Regions from separate parts of the Ovis aries genome. Here region 1 is linked to region 2. Evidence: chromatin contacts called from public Hi-C data. All regions are on one chromosome and are shown on one strand. The core of a region is the stretch at or near the end of the contact, and the rest is flanking DNA. Distances in the headings are between cores, read along the strand shown.

What was found. Hi-C and Micro-C count contacts between places; a contact is called where the count stands out from the background.
Region 1: a contact with region 2 is called in a Hi-C map of hypothalamus, with 3 times the contacts expected there. The contact joins the enhancer-like site here to the promoter of ATP1A1 in region 2. A contact is called at or near these places in 2 of 16 Hi-C or Micro-C datasets (hypothalamus and tail adipose tissue).

Annotation. Positions count from the first base shown.
Region 1 is chr1:93,848,992-93,854,894 of ARS-UI_Ramb_v3.0, forward strand. All of the region lies in intron 1 of LOC132658106 (a long non-coding RNA gene), which reads right to left. Among named protein-coding and RNA genes, the nearest start is that of CD58, 87 kb to the right of the region's middle. Within about 2 kb of position 1,815, at least 18 of the 54 cell types and tissues checked have an H3K27ac peak or open chromatin away from gene starts, as enhancers often do. A contact at or near this core is called in hypothalamus and tail adipose tissue, where this site is marked.
Region 2 is chr1:93,713,367-93,719,163 of ARS-UI_Ramb_v3.0, forward strand. It overlaps ATP1A1 (ATPase Na+/K+ transporting subunit alpha 1), which reads left to right and starts at 3,880. Exons shown (of 23, transcript NM_001009360.1): 1 at 3,880-4,155. The coding sequence starts at 4,144. It overlaps LOC114116588 (a long non-coding RNA gene), which reads left to right and starts at 4,661. Exons shown (of 2, transcript XR_006060523.2): 1 at 4,661-5,797.

The DNA.
Region 1 (5,903 bases), core at 565-3,064, 130 kb after region 2:
TCCCACCCTCCCCTTGCCAATCCCCACCTTGGCTCACTGTGACCTTCCACAGTGGCCTCCTGTTCCCTGACAAGTACAAAGTGAGAAATTGCCAGGGTTCTGGACCCCGGGAAGAATGTATGAGTGTACCCTGGAGGGCTCATCAGCTAACATGGTATTTTCCTTGGGATTAATGAAGCGTGATGGAATTCTTAGCTGCTGTTGTAATGATTAATATGTCAAGTCCGCATCACAAGAGAAGCGAACAGGAAAGGGATGCAGGAGTGAGCACGGGGTAAGGGTGGTTAGGGAGGGGGAAAGTGAGAAGGGAAGAGAGAAGGCAAAACTGGCGAAGGGAAAGGGAAGAAAGAGAAGAAAAGGGGAGGGCTGGGAGAAAGGGGGAAGGGGGGCTGATGGGGTTTTATTCCATGGGTTACATTGGATCAAACAGGCCTAAGAACTTTGGTGGGGGGGGGGGGGCGGTGGTGGCAGTCCTCCTACCCTGGGCCATACTGGTAGAAAGCTGGGTTGAGCCAGTTCAAAATGACCGCTCTCCTGGGAGTGGTTGTGAACAGAATGTTCTGCTTACTTTGTGTCATGAGACGTCATGGGTGCTTGACAACTAAGGGATGTGTTTTTTCTTCCCAGAAAAATATGCAGAAAGAGAAACTGTGCAACTAGTGTCTAGGGGCTCACCAAACACCTAACCTTCATAAAAGAGCCAAAAAACAGCCCTGGACTTCCCTGATGGGCCAGGGATATAGATTCCACCTGCCAATGTAGGGGACATGGGTTGATCCCTGTTTGAGGAACTAAGGCTTCTCTGGTGGCTCAGACAGTAAAGAATCTGCCTGCAATGCAGGAGACCTGGGTTTGATCCCTGTTGGTAAGATCCCTTGAAGAAGGGAATGGCTACCCACTCCAGTATTCTTGCCTGGAGAATCCCAGGGAGAGTGGAGCCTGGAGGGCTATAGTCCATGGGGTCGCAAAGAATCCAACATAACCGAGTGACTAATAATTTTGCTTGGGGAACTAAGACCCCACATGCCAGAGGGCAACTAAGCCTGTGTGCCACAGCTACTGAATCTGTGCTCCAGAGCCCGTGAGCCACAACAAGAGAAGCCACTGCAATGAGAAGCCCGCACAAACCACAACTAGAGAGCTGCCTCCACTCACCTCAATTAGAGAAAGCCCAGCATGGCCAAAATAAATAGGATAAATTAAGAGAGTAGTGTGAAAACAGACACTTAGTTCAGTTCAGTTCAGTCGCTCAGTCATGTCCGACTCACTACCATATGTAAAAATAGATACCCAGTGGTAGTTTGCTGTACGACTCAGGGAACTCAAACCAGGGGCTCTGTAACAACCTAAAGGGGTAGGATGGGGTGGGAGGGAGGTTCAAGATGGAGGGGACATATGTATACCGATGGCTGACTCATGTTGATATACAGCAGAAACCAACATTGTAAAGCAATTATCCTTCAATCAAAAAGAAATTTTAAAACTAACTTAAAAAAAGATCCCAGCCCTGCGTCTAACTGATGGTTTCAGCAGCTGGAAGTGTGTCATATGTCTCAGCAGCCCTCTGCAATGGAGGGCCTTCTGCAAACAGGTTTGAGAAGGGGACAGAGGCATCAGTCATGTGCTTCCTTTCTGCCAAGCCTTCACCTTGCTCTGCAAGGATATGACCCAGCTCCTCCGACCCTCAAGCCCACAGCTGAGGCTAACCCCAGGAGACTACACTCACTGGTCCCCTCCCCCACTCCAGGCCATCCAGATGCTCCCACAAGAACTGGCATCCACCCTGTGCATGCTTGTGCCCCAAGTCCTTGAGGCCAGCTCACAGAGAGGCTGAGGGACGGTGGCCAAGCTGCCAAAGAGAAAGATATTTGCAATGTAAATCAGTCCTGCCAAGCCAGGCTTTTTCCTCTCCTGCTGATTATTTTTATCAGGATGTATTATAATAATTTCATATTCTGTATAATCATGAGCTGGCTCTGTGTAAACACCCTCGCCTTTATTGAAATCACCTGTCAGTTACTACAGCTCTCTGAATTCTCTTTCCTGTCCTTGCATCCACTCTTCTCAATCACATCATGGGCCAGGTGGTTCAAGTTTACAGAACCCCATGTACTATCCTGTGGACCATCACATGTAGTAGCTTTCCTAAAAGAAGAGGGGAAAGAATCAGGTTCTGGATGCCCTGTAATGGCTAAAGTATCTCTGTGATCAGAAAACAGTACAAAGCTCCACCACACACCCTGGCTTACGTACCAGCAAAAACCTGGCTTACATTTCCAGCAGAGGATAGAATTACCTAATTCACAATCACATTTTACAATTGCATTTTGGAATATATTTTTACACCTAATATTGATTTATCTATTTAGTTCTTTGTCCATATTAAAACCATTGGTAAGTAGACCTGACTTCAACACAACCACTTACAGAGCAGCTGGCCCAGGGGCTCACTAGTGTGTACTGAGCTGCTACCTACCCACCCAGGGCTTCATGTGGGCCCCAGACCATGTTTCCTTAAGGAAAGAGATCCTGGGACTTCCCTGGGGGTCCAGTGGCTAAGACTTCGTGCTCCCAATGCAGGGGGCTCAGGTTCTATCCCTGGTCAGGGAACTATGAATAGATCCCACAGGCCGCAACTAAAAATTCCACATGCCACAACGAAGATGGAAGATTCTGAGTGCTGCAACTAGGACTCGGTGCAGCTAAACAAATAAACAAATGTTTTTAGAAGGAAAGAAAGAAGAGGTCTTGCAGGGCAAGCTGTCTGGCCTTCTGACCTTCACCTGCGGGGACAGGCAGGATTACATGATGAGAACCCCATCGATCAACAAAGAAGTCATGGTCTCAACATCCCTTCCCCACCCTACATGCCTGGGTGGCATCATGGGAAGAGGCAGCTGGGGCTCCTCTAAGGAGGAAGGGACCCGTCATCTAAAACCACTATGTTTCCAATTCTCAGTCGGGAGCTTTCATATTTCTACCACCTGCTGTAGCATACCCACGATAACTATTAGCTGTTTCCTTGATGGCCAAGTCCAGTATAGCATAGATCCCTAGCCCCTCTGCCTGGCACAGTGCCTGGCACCCACTGGCACTCAGTTAATGCGCTGTAGGTGGTGGTGGTATCAAAGCACAGGGGCCAGGTCAGGTGAAGGGAGGGTTGGTTACAAAGGATCACCAAACATGGCCAGCAAGATGTCATTTCATTAAAAACCCTGTCTCTTGGCTCTTTGACAACAGGTGGGAGAGAGGGCTCCCAAGGGAGAAATCAAACAGTCCCTTCTTTTTCCTCCTCGCTTCCAGCTCTGACTGCCCTCCACTCTCACGCCCAGTGTCTGCCTCCCAAACTCTGGACTAAGCTCCGTGTTCTGGGAAGGGTGGAGTTTCTTACAGGAAATCGAGTGGCAGGGGAGGTGAAAAGGGCAGTCTGGCTGGGGTGCTGGTGGGGCTGAGGCCACCGGGGCCTCTTCAGGCACAGGCAGGAAGGAGCAGGATAAGACTGCCCAGGGCGGGAGGTGGGAGTCTGTAGGGGAACCAAAATGGGGTGGAGGAGCCTTTCCTTCCATCTTCCCCTCCCCACGGCCATACCTTCACTTCCAAACATTTGACTCCTCACCCAGGGCAACCTGGAAACTACAGTTTTAGATGAAAGCAGAAAGCAGCCATAACCCTACATCCTTGTAGCTGCCTTGAGATCCCAGACCCTGGACCTCTTCCCAAATGCTCAGCCTCTTGGTCCGAGGAGGATAAGGGGAACACGGCTGGAGCTAGCCTGGAAAGGAAGAAGTTACAGACAGCAGCTCTTTGAAAGGAACAAAGGCCATACGAATCCAAGGGATCAGCCCATCCCCAGGACCCCAAGGGTGACTGCTTCGTAGATAGACAAGGCACACCCATTTCCATGGGGGTCATTTCATGGCTCAATAAAGCACCAGTGAGGAGTTGGCATCGGCGTCTCCTCTGTGCCTACATCCCTTTCGGGCAATCATCCTGTGCCTTACGTTGGGTTCAGCTGCTACGGCCTCTGTGGAACAGTTAAGACTCCGCTAGCTTGGATATAAAGTGAAGGCCCTTCTTTGACACCAGTAAAGGCTTTCATCATCCCCCCAAAGCGCTGGAGACCTAGAGATATCCATGCCTTAATAACCAGAGTTGCTGTGCACTCTACCTAGGATTTAACTTACCTGGCCAACTGCAGGTCATAAACCCAGCATTTCTTCAATAAAGCCCAGATCCATTTACCTTTTATCTTGTGGCTGAAAATAACTCAAACTCCTGCTCTTTGTTCTTTAAAGGTGAAAGATTATGTCTATTAATAATACTTATCAAGTCTTTAGAGTCCCTCTTGAGCTCCTAGGGTTAATTCAGGCTCCAGTAAATCCAAAGTCTGGCTGGGAGACAGGAGGTGGCAGGATTTCACCTGCAAGGTCAATTTTTATCTAGATCAGGGCTATGCTACATTAATTTATCACCAGTGGAATATAAATATCAACCCACCAAGAATGATAGATTTTGACATGAGGAGTGGTGGGTTATTCAGGAATTTTAAAACAAAAAGCCTAAGAGAAATGTATATTTCTTAGCACCAAGAGAAGAGCTAATACCTGTCATGTTGAAAGTGTCCTTACGTCTCTCCCTGCTCCCCAGTTTGATGACAGGTTCCCTTCTCATCCTTCCCATTAAAGCTTCAATTTTACCCTCTCGCAGTGGCTTCTAGGACCACTCCTTCTAAGCCAGATCCCATCCGCTATTCTCCTTCTTTAATTTTTAGTTATTCACTTATTTTTGGCTGTGCTGGGTCTTCGTTGCTGTGCGGGCCTTTCTCCAGTTATTGCAGGCAGGGGCTGCTCTCCAGCTGCGAGGCATCTCGCTGCGGCAGCTTCTTTCATGGCGAAGCGCAGGCTCTGGGGTGAGCTGGCTTCACTAGTTTAGTTGCAGCTCCTGGCCTGTAAGGCCCAGGCTCAGTAGCTGCGGCGCGTGGGCTTAGTTGCTCCACGGCATGGGATCTTCCCAGACCAGGGGTCAAATGCAATGGCAGGCAGATTCTTTACCACGGAACCACCAGGGAAGCCTCCACCTGCTATTCTCATCTAGGCAATGGGAACAGCCTGAATGAAGACTATAACTCAGGACAGAATATGGTGTTTCTAGGGATGGGTGGATGGCCAGGGTCACTCCACTGTGAGTGCTGGGGAAGCGGTACAAGATAAGGTTGGAGAACTGACAAGGAACAGTCTGTGCAGAACTGGCGGGCCACTGTGAGAGGTTTCTCCTTTATCCCAATGTCCAGACCAGGGAAGAAGGATTTGCAAACACTTTTTGGCCTGTTTCAGTACTGTATGTCTTTCTATGGCTGGCTAGTATTACACTGTATTTATATATCACAACTTGTTTATCCATTTATCTGTTAATGGACATTTGGTTTCTATCTTGTGGTTATTATGAATTATGCTCCCAGAAGGAGTATATGTTTGTAAAATTTCTACCTATCAGATTGACAAACATTAAAAACAACATTGAGATATTTTAAATTTCTTTGATGTTATAATGTTATTTGTACCAGTGGCCAATGAATATGTTCAAGCATGATCAGATTCCTTGATGTGGACAACAGCAGTCTTCTTGATGTTTGTCACCAATCAGTGAATCTGGAAATACGTGGTGGGTACTCTGTTGTTCATGTTGTTGTTCAGTTGCTAAGTTATATCCGACTGTTTGTGACCCCATCCGTGGACTGCAGCATGCCAGGCTCCCCTGTCCTTCACTCTCTCCCAGAGTTTGCTCAAATTTATGTTCATTGAGTTGGCGATGCTATCAAACCATCTCATCTTCTGTCATCCCCTTCTTCTTTTGCCTTCAGTTTTTCTCTTCATCCGAGTCTTTTCCAATGAGTCAGCTTTTTG
Region 2 (5,797 bases), core at 2,630-5,129:
CTGGAGTACCAAGGAAATGGTAAAAAATAAAGATGCATGCCTAAGATTGTTTCCATGGTACCTCTAGTGCAAGCTGGACCAAAGACTTCTATCTTTCCAGTTTCCGAGCTCACTGATCTCCCAAGTGTTTGCTTCCAATGGAAAATGCTAACTTTGTTGCAGGTTCCAACTCTTTTTCTAAAGCCCTTAATTGCAATGGCATGTTTATTCATTTCAGCAAGTACTTACTCAGAGTGCTAGCACTCTTGGCTCAAAATACTGACTTGCATCATGTTTTTCAGACGTCTCCTGACTGCTCACAATGACTGGGCCAACACTCTGTGGTTGTGTCAAATCCTCCTCACAGCCATCCGCATTTGGCAGCCTTGGGGGCTGTAAATGCTGAGTCTCTGGTTCCATCAGTTTAATTGTTTCCCAAGCTAGGAGCTTAATTAGAACTGATAGTCTAAGAGGTAGATAGAATAGAGAGATGGAATTTGTCCCCACATTCTCTTCTGGAAGTTTCTTTATCCTCAGCACTGCTCTGGGAGTTTGAAAAGATGCCCAATAGTTTTGCCAATGTTCAGGGACTGTCCAGTTCCAATCACTCCCTGAGCCTCAGTTTCTTCACATAAAATGAGAGGAATGTTTGCTTTCCAAGGTTCCATTCAGAAAGCTCTCCCAAGAGGGGAAAGAGGCCTGTCCTCCAAAATGGTATTTCCCCCTTTGGTCACCCACGTCCCAAGGCATCTGTGACTTTTGCACCTCAGTTTCGTCCACAATATCTCTTTGTCTTCATTTTATAGGCATGCTCAGGGCTCCATTGTACAATCCAGCAGGGATTCTTTTCATCACTCTTTCCCATAAAAAGTTTTCAGCTCCAGCTTCCTTACCATATTTTTTTCCCTTCACCTCTTAAGATTTGTCCTCAACACCTGACGATAAACTTTATCCCTAAAAACACTCCTGAGAACTGCCCAGAAGTGCCTGGACCGTAACACTTGGCTGAGCACTTATAGAAACATCAACATTAGAAGAACAGTAGGAGAAGGCAATGTCACCCACTCCAGTACTCTTGCCTGGGCAAATCCCATGGACGGAGGAGCCTGGAAGGCTGCAGTTCATGGGGTCGCTAGGAGTTGGACCCGACTGAGTGACTTCACTTTCACTTTTCAGTTTCATGCATTGGAGAAGGAAATGGCAACCCACTCCAGTGTTCTTGCCTGGAGAATCCCAGGGACGGGGGAGCCTGGTGGGCTGCTGTCTATAGGGTCGCACAGAGTTGGATACAACTGAAGCAACTTAGCAGCAGCAGCAGCAACAACATAACTTGTCTGATACTCTGAAATGTTTTCATCGAATTATGTGTCTTTCAACAGGACTGAAATTAAAAAATGGATTATCAAATGACTTGAAAATGGAATGGGATACACCTTGAGAAGTGGGATTAGGTGGGTGAAAACAGGGGTGAGGGAGTGTTTGTTGATCTATAGCAAACATTTTTATAAAATATTCTGACTCAATGATTCACATGGTACACTGATAAGAGTAGAAATAGGCAAAAGAGGCTCTCGCTGGGGACTTCTTGGTTGTAAAAGAGGAGAAGCACATGGAAACCCTCTGTACTTGTGACGACAGCCCCGTTGAAAGCAATTAGTATCCTTCCACCAAAAATTCCCTGGTGCCATGCTCAGAGACCAAATTTTACAAGTAGGAAGACGGTTTCCATCTTGCAATTTTGAGACCAGGCTCCGTCATCACTAGCTGAGTGGCCTTGTTTTGAGAAAATCCTCAAACCTCCTGTTTCCCACTCTGTAAAATGCATCTAAAGCCCTTTGCCTTCCAGACTTGAGAATCCCAGGGAGGATTTTATATGTAAAAGTGCTATGTGGAGCAAAAGTAAATTTCAGATTTTAATACCTCTTCCTTTTATGCCTTTTCCCCAGTCTAGAATATAGCTAGAACTTTGAGGTCCTCTTGAAAGGACCTTTAGCAATCTTCAGCTGCCAAATAAACAGCTGAAAAGGCCAAGGGAAATAAATGCCTGATCTTTCAGGGTTATGTTGTTGAATGAAAATTTTAAAAGTGATAATTTTAGTTAGTTGGGTGGTAAAGGTGATCCACCAGCAGGAGAAACCTACATTGTTTAGACTTTTGCTTTCTACATTTTGTTGTTGTTCTTGCTGTGCTTTTTCAGCTCAGAGCAGGGCCCAAGGGATAATTAATCTCAAACAAGCTGAGAGATCTTTAGTAAGCAAAATCCTCCTACAGGTTAGCAGGAATGGGGGATATAGTGCATGAAAATAAAGCATTTTCTAGACCTTTAGAGGCAGAGCCCTGATAACACTTCATTAATTCCTTCTGTTGAATTAGCAGCATTGGGAACTCTGTTCTGGATTTGGGGGTTCTTGCCCCAGCAGGCATGAATTTGAATTTACAGTTCCTCTGCTCTTCATGGCCTGCACTGATTTAACCAAGCCTGAAGGTCGCTGGAGGAAGCACCAGTCCTGAACAATGCATTCTTGGGCAAGAGGAAAGAAACAGTTTCTTCTAAGAAGGAACAAGATTTACTCTAATGGCCTAACAGCTAACACAGTTGCTAGTTTTTTCCCCCTTCGATTTTCTTTCTTCCTTCCCTTCTTCCCAGTTTCTTTCAAGGCTTCACCTCTTTATTTTTTCATGTTAAATTAATAGTTGAAATTAACAGGGCCAGTTTTAGCTTGCTTAGGAAGTTAATGTTTTCCCTGTTTGTTGTCAGAATTCCCAGAGACATGAAGTGACTCTCTCCTGCAAACCTTGTGCTTTCCCAGAGCATGCTTGACTTCCTGAAAACATTGTTAATAAAACCTTCCTTTTTAACTGCAGGAAACCTTCAGCCATTGCAGCCTCTGCAGAAGCTGCAATGGGAGGAATGACACACCGCGCAGCCAGGCCAGGGCCCTCTGGGGGGTTTCTGGGCTCCCCACACTCTGGGCCCAGATCCCTCAGAGAACCAAAGGCTGACGTGAGAGAGGCCCTGCTGTGCCAGGTGGAAGGCCAGCAGACAGGCCCTCAAACATCTCCCCCTCCGCGGAGTCCCTTTTGCTAAAGATATGCATTCCCTTAGGTTTCAGGTGTTCCTCCCCCGTTAAAGTGAATCCCCAAACAGGACAGTTTATATTCACACAGCAACATGAATGAATTAATCGCAGGCCCTCTGGATTATTATTTGGGGGTGTTGAAGCAAAGGAGGGGGAGGGCGCTTGGGACCTCTGGCAACGCCAGCCCAGGCCCTGTAGGATATAACGGGGATCCCAAGACCATAGGAGGCATTCGTGAGAACACCGAGAGGCTGGCCCCAGAGCCTGGTCAGGGAAGCCATCCGCAGGTAGGCGCGGGGCCTGGGGTCTGCAGGGACGCGCAGTCCCTCCTGCGAGCGCTGGCTTTTCCTTTAGCACCAGAGGAGCTCCCTGATTCCCAGGAAGGCCCCTCCGCGCGACGATTCTGTCCCGGGTCCGAGGAGATTCGGGGGCTCAGTTCCACGGACATCCCCGCACCCACTGCGGACCTTGCGCGCCCTCCAAAGCGGGCCGGTCACGCAGGGCGGAGAGAGGAGGTACGCGGGAGCTGCATGGCTGCCGAATCCCCGCTGCCCAGCCTGCCGGGGCGCCCCGCAGAGGCACGGTCTCGGCCGCCCGTGACATGGGCACGCGCGCCCCAGGCCCGGGCGCCCTCCTGCCTGGAGCCCTGGCCGGTCGCAGCCGGCACGGCCCCGGCCTGGGGGTGGGGTTGGGCGAGGGGTGGAGCCAGGCCCGTGGTCGGTGTCAGGTTGCTCCGGTAACGGTGACGTGCCGGGCGTGGGCGGGGCTAGCACGCAGGTTGCATATTTTAGGAAGTGAGGAGGAGGCGCGGGCTTGAGCTGCGGCGGGGTCTGGGGCTCAGAGCAGCGGCGGGAGGAGGCGGACACGTGGCAGCAGCAGCAGTAGCAACCCCGGCGGCGGCGGCGGCGGCGGCAGAAGGCATCGGCCCGAGCCGCCTGCCGTCTTCCCTCCTTCCCGCCTTGCGGCAGCCCTAGCTCCTTCCTCTTCGCTCCCCCGGCCGCGCTTGCTTGGCCGGGAGCCGCTCTCTTTTCTCTCTCATTCTCTGAACAGAAGGACCCGGCGCGGGGCGCAGACCACCGCCGCTATGGGGAAGGGGGTGAGTGTCGGGCGAGCCAGGGGAGGGGCGCGGGGAGCCCTGGTCGGGAGGCGGAGGAAGGGGAGGAAGTCTGGAGGGCGACCGCAGCCGGCGGGAGGCGAAGGAGGAGGAAGCGGCGCAGCGCGGAATGGGTTGGCACAGCGGCGAGGCTTAAAAGGCGACGCACTTTGGAAATGGAGGGAGTGCGGTAATGAGGGGCGGACGGGGGGAAGAGAGCGCCGAGGGGCCGGAGCGCGGCAGCTCCGGGCGGTGCGCAGACCCTGAGGGGCCGAGCGCGCCCGGGGTCTGGGGCTCCTGGAGGCGGCGCTTGGGAGCCGCCGGCTCTGGAGGAGAAGGAGGGAGCACGGCGGCCGGGCGGCCCTGGCCAGGAGCGGGCCGCCGGCGGCATCCCCAGCCCGCTCCTTCCCTCCCTCCTTCCGCCCGCCCTCACCTCCCGTCTCTCGCCTTCCTTTCTCCCTCCGCCCTTCTCGCCGGGAGGAAAGGCGTGCTCCTCCCCTTCCCCTGTGGGCGCTCTGCCCGGCCGGTTCCCGGGCTGCGGTTCCCGCCGCGGCTCCGGCCCGGGCCCTGGGGGGCTTGCCATGCGGGGCCGGCTTTGGGGTCCTAGGCTCCTCCTGGAGGCGCCAGGGTTTAGCCAGTTGTCCGCAGAGGCGGCCGCCCTCCCCCAAAGGATAAAAAAAAACAACTGGCTTTCCCTTAGCGTGGAGCCGGTCAGGCGGGCTGGTGCCAGAAAGGGTGTGCCTTCGCTCTAGGATGGCCTTGAAGGTATACTTTTGAGAGCTTTGATGGGCCACTTTCCATAAACACGGGATGCACTCGGGGCAGCCTGAGCAACAGGAGTGGTCATCTTGTTGGTGGGGAGGGTGAATGTAGATTTTTTTTGGAATAGCCTGGAAAGAGCACAGGCTGATCCACCAGAGTCCCCGGGTACTATAAATACGAAAAAAGGAAGGGAAGCGAGGACAGTACAGGTTAGGAGTGTCTGCGCAGGGAAGAGAGATTCTAGAAGCAACGAACCTCCTCCTCCCCGGGCAGGAGAGGCGAGCACTGTGGGAATACCAGAACGACGGCTGGTTCCTGCATTTTTGTAACTCAGTTAACCTATAGGCCCGAGGCCAAAGTCCAGTCGAGAAAAGTTTATACAGAATGACGATCAGAAGTATCAATTGATGGGATAAAATGACCAGGTCGTGAGAATACCAGTAGGAGAGAATCCCCTCCATTGTGTCCAGGGCTTGCAGGCTGTCCGGCGCTTAGTAGGACTTTGAAGGGTCTGAGGGCTCCTCCGTGTGGAGTGAGTGATGGGGAAAGAGGGAGGGTTCATTCTTTGGGGACTCTAGATGGATCTTGAAGGAGGTCATTGAAAGGTTTGGACCTGGTGGAGAAGGGAAGGAGAAGTGGGAATGCACAGCTTGAATCTTTTAAAAGCATAAAATGTGGAGGGCTGCTGGCTCAGGTCAAGTAGCTGAAGAGAACTGAGTGCCAGCCTCTGTCCTCGGGGGTGCAAACTGGGTTAGTGGCCTATGCTTGTACACACCATCAAACCCTAGGTCATTCCAGTAAACAGGCTCTTAAAAGCTTATTTCTTTGTTTCTTCCTCCTCAGAAAAATAGTTGATTTCTTGAGCCACACATTACTGGCAGCA